2 separate regions of the Mus musculus genome follow, and region 2 is linked to region 1. The links are chromatin contacts, called in public HiChIP or PLAC-seq maps. All regions are on one chromosome and are shown on one strand. The core of a region is the stretch at or near the end of the contact, and the rest is flanking DNA. Distances in the headings are between cores, read along the strand shown. Region 1 holds the start of Cln5 (ceroid-lipofuscinosis, neuronal 5). Region 2 holds the start of 4930518C04Rik (a long non-coding RNA gene).

Evidence for each region. HiChIP or PLAC-seq counts read pairs in DNA pulled down with a chosen protein or histone mark.
Region 2: a contact with region 1 is called in an H3K4me3 HiChIP or PLAC-seq map of bone marrow-derived macrophages, with 5 times the contacts expected there. The contact joins the promoter of 4930518C04Rik here to the promoter of Cln5 in region 1.

What each region holds. Positions count from the first base shown.
Region 1 is chr14:103,068,321-103,071,960 of GRCm38.p6, reverse strand. Cln5 (ceroid-lipofuscinosis, neuronal 5) reads right to left here and starts at 1,745. Exons shown (of 4, transcript NM_001033242.1): 1 at 1,494-1,745; 2 at 162-327. The coding sequence starts at 1,615.
Region 2 is chr14:103,896,720-103,900,672 of GRCm38.p6, reverse strand. It overlaps 4930518C04Rik (a long non-coding RNA gene), which reads right to left and starts at 1,906. Exons shown (of 2, transcript XR_383716.3): 1 at 1,315-1,906; 2 at 29-1,192.

The DNA of each region.
Region 1 (3,640 bases), core at 496-2,995:
CCAGCCACTTGATGCTTGTGAACAGGTGCACACACACACACATAACCCGCACATACAAAGTTATCAATTAATATGACCTAGTAACCATTTGACTACTCATTTAAGTCAAAGTAATAGCTGAATTACTTAAGTAAAGCTACAAGATCAAGATGCATTCTTACAAAGTGTCCCAGGAGGTCTCCATATTTAAATTCCCAAATCGGGGCTTGTAGTCGTAAGACCTCGATGACGTCATTGTCCTTCATAACTGGGATGGGCGAGCCGGTAGGACAGAAAGTATACTTAGCTTGACAGTAGGGATCTGTCTTCGGACGGAAAGAGAAGCGCCTGGTGAGAAAGAGAACCATCCTCAGAATTGCTCTTCTAACAATCTTAACACGGGGACAAAACCTGATCTAACTTACAGCTATATACCAGTTGTCAGGTGGGAATGTCAATCGGGGCTTCTTTAGAGTCAAAAGACCAGTCAGCCTCCGTCTCCTGGTATTAGATAAAATACTTTGAGATTTACAATCTCTTTCTTGTTTTATTGGGTATTTAAGGTTTTTTTTTTCTTGTGAATATTTTCATGAAAACCAACCTCAACCCTAAACTTTTTTTTCTCTCATATATATTTAGAAGAACCAATTCATGAACAGAACACATGAATATTTAAGTTTGGCAACTGCTGGTTTTCACCAGAAATGCGAGGGCTACTATCATTTCCTGTTTTCTGTCCAGGGTATGTGAGCATGAAGATTCTGAGTTAAATTCCCTAAGACCGCACAGAGGATGAGCAAATGGGACCAGATTTGGTCTGCAGCCTTCAGAACTAAGAACTCCTTAGAGGAACATGCATCATGCCATGAACCCCCCCGCCCCTCATTCTGTTATGCAAAACATATGCTTTCAAAAGCTGCATCTCTTTCCACTTCACTATGCCCACGCCAGCCACCACTCCACCCACCCCTGTCCCCCGCAACCCCGAAGACCGAGCGCTTCTTGTTTCGCAATTCCCCACAGGCTGTCAAAACTTAGCTAAGTCAAAGACTGCGATCACCTCCTCAGGTCCGGAGCCCTACCTACCCTCCAGGTTGAAGTGGACCAACAAGGTGATCCTGACTAGCCTAGGGAGGAAATTCCCCGGGTCAGTCAGCTAAATTCCCCATTTAGCTCAGTAAGGACACAGGGGAGCAAGCAGGCTCCCTGTAAATTCTCCCCAAATGTTATGCAATGGCAGCTAACGATAAGGCATGAAATAATTGCAGTGTTTAAAACATTTTAACCTGCTCTCCAAGTCAGTAGCACCTAAAAGTCACTCCGTGCAGTGATGTCACTCTCCATTCCTCCCAGGACTCTGAACTGCCCAGAACCGGTGAGGATCCCCGAGTTGCCAACTATTTAGGAACTATGCTCTTAGTGTCGCCCGCCCTGTGCCCTGCGTCCCCGGGCGCGCTAAGGTATCGGATCCGCCCTCTCCAAGTCCCCTCCCCGCCCCGCTCCGTCTCACTCACTTGTAGGGCACCGGCCAGCGTTGCCCAGACGTCGGGGACGCGCCCAGAATCGTCGCCAGCCCGAGCAGCGCCAGCGCGAGCGCCGGGCGCCAGTGCGCTCCACATGGCCCCCCGCGCAGCATCCGCGGCTCCCTGAGATCCCGGAGGCTCCGGGGCCCCGGCGTCGGCCTTGCGTGCGCGCCGCCGCGAGGAGCCAGCCAAGCACCAGCGCCGGCTTGGCCGTGTGACCTCCGGGCGCGTGACGCCTCCCCTGTCCCGGCCGGGGCGGGGCGCCTCTGTTCCAGCGCGCGTGCGCTGGACGCTAAAAAGCCCTGTCCTCCCGGAAGGGTGAGACTGGTACTGCAAAACTCACTCCAGCCTGGTGGATGTGTGCTATGCCTCTAGCGCAAAGGTGCTTTCTGCCCTCCCCGCAGCCATCACCAGCCAAACCGTAACAACAATAAAACACTTATGAACTTTCTTGACCCACATGGCCCAGGCCAGTCTCCAACACAAATCTTCTGCTTGGAGACACTGGGTGCTCAGCGGAATTAAAAAATGAGGACATTACAGGAAATGATTGCCCTCTCCTGGCCTCTCTGAGAATGTTGCAAAGATCAGCAATGACAATATGCTTTCCGTGCTGCCATCGGCATCACCAGACTTGGACTGCTCTGCTCCGGTTCTGTCCTCTGCCACACTTAGTATTATCCGTGACTCTTCAAAGCTTAAGACCGACCAATAGAGCTAGGTTTAATCCATTTATCCTCCGGTCCTCCTTTGTCCAGTAAGTGTAAGATTGCTAAGAGCATCACGCCATACGGAATCAGGCTGTTCAGGCCACTGCACTGAGTGATGGCAACCAAGATCACTCACGTACGCTGGAGATGAGACTGGAACAGGCAGTATTTTGGAGATCTCCTAGCAAACCCACTATGTGTATGCACATAGGAGCTGCATGAGGTCTGAACTACAAAGCGAACACGGGATCCTTTTTGCTTGCCAACTCTGAAGCTCAAGAAGAGATAGAAATGTCAGATCCAGAAACCCTTTATCAAAAGTTTTGGACCTATCTGGGTTGTAGTGTGAGGCTGATATTCTCAGAGATTCCTCTGCCAAAGGTTCTAGCTGTTTCGTCCTTGCTGATGTATTTTCCAAAAGGAAAAAAAAAAAAATTAAGTCTGTAAATTTTAGGAGACAAAGTTTCTCAGGGAATGAAAAAAACAGGGTGTCATCATGATACTTTAACGTGTCCTAGCAGGTGATGGCTGGCTTTCTCTTTTTGACTTCAGGATGATAACTAGCCAGGCAAACGTGTTAAGTTCAAGCTCATCTTTGCTTTCTTATTTATAACTCTGTGAACTAAATAAATCACTATTCTGAGAAGGGTTTCCAGGTTGCTAAAGGTTCTGTCAAACACGACATGCTTTTTTGCTTCGGACACACCAATTTTCTAACCACATTTTAATGAAAGAGTAATGATATTTTAACTAGGTTTGTAGGCCTTAGATATACTCACCTGCTTTATAGGTGCTTAACTGCCCTAAACAAATACATCAACTGTATTGTAGCCTCTAATTTCAGATTTTTCTTAACAGTTTTTCTTGCCTATCACAGCATAATGTCAAAGATGCTACAATAGGTCAAAGGTGAGTTTAAAGGTTCAATTTAGGGTTGAATTTAGTAAAGTTAGAAATTGTAATAGTCACTCATGAGGAGAATCGATGGGGGCATCTGTTTTATTTTTTAATTATGTATGTATGTATGTATGTATGTATGTATGTATGTATATATGTATTATTTATGTAGCTGTCTTCAGACACACGAGAAGAGGGCATCAGATCCTATTCCAGATGGTTGTGAGCCACCATGTGGTTGCTGGGAATCGAACTCAGGGCCTCTGGAAAAGCAGTCAATGCCTTTCACCACTGAGCCATCTCTCCAGCCCCCGGGGGCATCTGTTTAATGTATGACACACATGTATGATATGTAAACCCCTAATTCAAAATCAAGAAATTTATAATTTACAATCTTTGACCATTTGCATTGATTCTTTTAGAGTAGTCTTTAAGCTTGAACTGAGTTACTGAATATGAGTTTTTATTTTCATTTTGAACAGTTATGAGTCTTTCTCAAGAAAACCAGCTTCATAACAAACATTTCTCTCT
Region 2 (3,953 bases), core at 657-3,156, 830 kb before region 1:
CAAAAAAAAAAAAAAACCTTCACAGTGGTCTTGGTGATGGTCTCTTTAATAAAATATCATAAGAATGGGTAATGGAAGCAACAAAATAGGTAAGTGGGTTGTATCATAAAAAATAACAGCAGCAAAAATACTTTTTGCATAGCAACCAGAATGATCTACAGAATGGCAAGAAACTCGAGGGGGAGGGAGAAGCTATTTGCAATCCTCATATCTAAGAAAGAGTTAATATCCAAGATATGTAATGGATGCCTAAAATGTGGTGACAATCCTACAAGTCTTGTCACCTCCCTGATGTATCTGCTCAGCTGATCCTGTGTGACTGAGTGTCACACACTCACAACTGAGCTATGCTCACTGTCAATCTTCCTCCTTTACCAAGAAAATGTCAGCAGGGCCTTGGACTGTTCCAGAATCTTTGGTATTCATATCTTACATCCAACACTCCTCATCTTTTGAGTAAGTCTGGAATTTAAGCTTCTTGCAGTGTAAGCGTCTACTTCAACTCTTTAAATATGCATATAAAATATGTCTTTGTTCTAGTATTGATGATGAAAAATAACAAAAAAAATGAAAAGTTCTTTTTGAAGCTGCTTCAATACGCACATGCACCTTTTCTTTCTGTTCACATTGTTGTTGTTATTGTTGTTGTTGTTGTTTTTATAGTATTCAACAATTAAATCTGATGTGTTTTACAAACTCATTAGAAGACTGAATTTTTTTCATCAGCGTCAGTTCTTAAAAAATTCTGGAAATTCATGTTTATACAAAGCTTGGAAAAGCAGAGGATAAATACTAGGGAAACATTCCAGTCGACTTTGCGCAGGTCAGAACCCCAACATTTTTTTTTCTAACATCGTGCCCCTTGTTTATTTACAGCCGCAGATACGCGCTAGCTTCTGGTGCTGGTGGAATGAATGCGCTGACCTCACACACACATTTCTGCCAGTGACGGTTTGAAGATGATAAAGTAGTCCAGAGCAAATATCTCCACTCTCTGATAGCGGGAGGCACTTTGTGTACAAAAAGCAATGGTCTGGAACAGAGTCAAGCTCTAGAAAGCAGGACAGTCGTTTCTCATCATAAACACATTATTCCTGTCGAGTCGAAGGAGAATGGTGGAGGTAGGGAAGGCTTTGAAAACAGCATACACGTTCCTCATGACTTCCCTTGTGAACAGGGGCCTCAGATCAGCCTGCAGTGGACATCAGAGGGATTCACGTTACCCCACTGTGATGAATAATGAAACACAATGCATAATTGTCCGCAAGTTCTTAGAACCTCCTCAGACCCCAGCTACCGTGCAGAATGCATTACCTCAGGCTCCACGGGGTCACGAGGGAGGTAACCAAGAGTCGGGACGAGTAAATAGACAGTATTGTACCAAACTCCTGTCGCTATGACAACCCTCTAGAAATGCCGGACTCCCATTTTCTCAGCTGCTTTTACTGCTCTGAGGAGAAAGAACAAATGGCCTTTGCAAGCGGCAACCCTGGTTAGTCTCCGACTTTACAGCTTCACCATAGACATGCCCACACAAGTCACTTTCCTTCTCTTCGTCTCCAGCAAATATCGTCAAAATATTCTTCTCATGTGAAAGGTGCTTAATCTTTTACAAAATGAAGTAGTGATGCAGGAAATCTCATTAAATTGCATTTACGTTATAACTGATAGAGATTTTAGCAGCGCGGGCTGAATCAAACTTTCACACTTGAGGGGCCAGCGAGAGTCCTTTCTCTTCTCAGTGTGAAGGATTTAAGTAGCTGAAGGCATCTCTGTGGTGTGAGAGTCTGGTGGGAAGCAGCAGCCTGTTACCCTGACACTGCATCCAGGCGCAGGAGGGGTGTGAGGCTTAGGGGAAATGAGTGTGGTTTCATCTATTGGGCAACTTCTTGTTAATGAAAAGTATGCAGTGCGGCCCGTGCATTAGCTCAGAGCACAGAAGATTCGAGGGTCACCTGACTTTCCAGTGACGCCCCACATAACACTCTCAGCCCTCCTTAATGCAAAACATGCATGTATATTTCCTTTCTTAAAATTAGTAAAACAGTTTTTTACTTATTGCTAACTCTGCCATTCAACATAAATTATATGAGGCCGGAAAACGTTTATCTCCTGTAACTTTCTTTTTCCCGGGAGCTCAGAATGGCATAAAAGTTCAAGGCATATCTACTGAATAAAAACAAGAGTTAATAAATGAATCTTTCAACACTTTGTTCTCAGCCATAGATAGGAGGAAATACTATATATGATATAACATTATTCTTAATACCAAGTATGACATAAATTTGAAATATTTTATGAAGTAAATCTGCAGTTAACATGAGCTGTTATAATTACTCAATACCAAAATGTTCAAAATCCAGAGAAAATATAAAACTCAAGAAGAAAAATAATTCTTTCATAAAACAAGTTATATTTCCTAACTAATGAACTGTGGGGTGTGTGTGTGTGTGTGTGTGTGTGTGTGTGTGTGTGTGTGTGTGTGTTATGTGGTGTGTGTATGTGATGTGTGTCTGTGTGGTGTGTGTGATGTGTGTGTGTGTGTGTGCGCATGCGCACACACATGCACTCTCACAAGCATGCCTGCCCGTGCACTGTCTATAGACCACAGGACTACTTGCCAGAGTCAGTTCTAACCTTTCAATGGGGCCTGAGAACTGAAGTCAGATCAGGATCTGACCCAGTGGCAAGTATCTTAACTCACTGAGTTATACAACCAGACCAAGAGGATAGATATTCTTAATGTTGCTTAATATACCAGGCTTGTCATACATAGGCTTCTGCTTTATGAGCTAATAATAACATTTAAAAACCAAAAGAGCGTCTGAGAGTGTAGCTCAGTGGTAGAGCCCTTGCCTAGAATCTATGAGGTCCAATGTTTCAATCACCAAAACACACACACACACACACACACACACACACGCACACGCACACGCACACGCACACGCACACTGAAGAGGTGGGGATAAGAAGGAAGGAGAGAGAAGGAGATTGTCATTTTACATAAAAGGCAATTTCTTGTTTAGATACAACTCTTCATGAACTTAGGGATGAACTTGAGTCATGTTCATGACTGTCTTTTTTGTTTCATATTTAACTAAAATGCATTGGATGAGAATCCTAAGGAGAAACGAATGTCAGGTGAGGTAGAAAAGGGCCATCAGGGTGGTGTCCTGAGAAAAGTGGGGCCTGCAGGCAGAGGCAGCTCACCCAGATGACCTGGCTCAGGCTGCAAACTCAGATGAACATCTACATAGCTCCACAGAGGCAAACATCACAGCAAGGAGGAACAGCAAAACAGGGCCAATCAGCCAGTCATACTAAAAGCTAGCCTTCTAGAAAAGAATTTACAATGTGCATTGAAGAATATTAAGCATTATGTTGTGAGTGTTCTCTTCCTGGGTCAGTTGCACTTTTCAGATACACCTGCCAGAAATGAAGTAAGTTTTGAACAATAGAGAATTAGATTTGTGTTGATTTAATGAGAAATGCTTTTTATTTGTTTTATATATATATATATATATATATATATATATATATATATATTTGTTTTCTGTGGCAAGTAGTCTATTGGAAGTTGATTGTAGGCAGTAATTTAGTACAGAGCAATAGCTGGCCTATTCTCTTGAGCTTGTATTCTGGATTATAAATCCAACTTCATAGTTGGAGAGGATGCGCCTAACCCCGCAGAGACTTGATGTGCCTGCCAGGTGGGGGAATACCCAGGAGACACCTCTCCCTTTCAAAGAAGAAGGGTTATGAGGAAGGGACTGTGAGGGAGACAAGGAAGGGGCAACATTTGGGATGTAAATTAATTCATTAAAAAAATAAGGCCAACTCAAGGTTTAAAGAACTCAAGGTTTGAGAATTCAAGGTTTAACTAGAAAAGTGCTGATTGTGTCATGCTAATGATGGTTAGCCTTTGCTGCAGGGTCTCTCTTCCCTCCTACTCG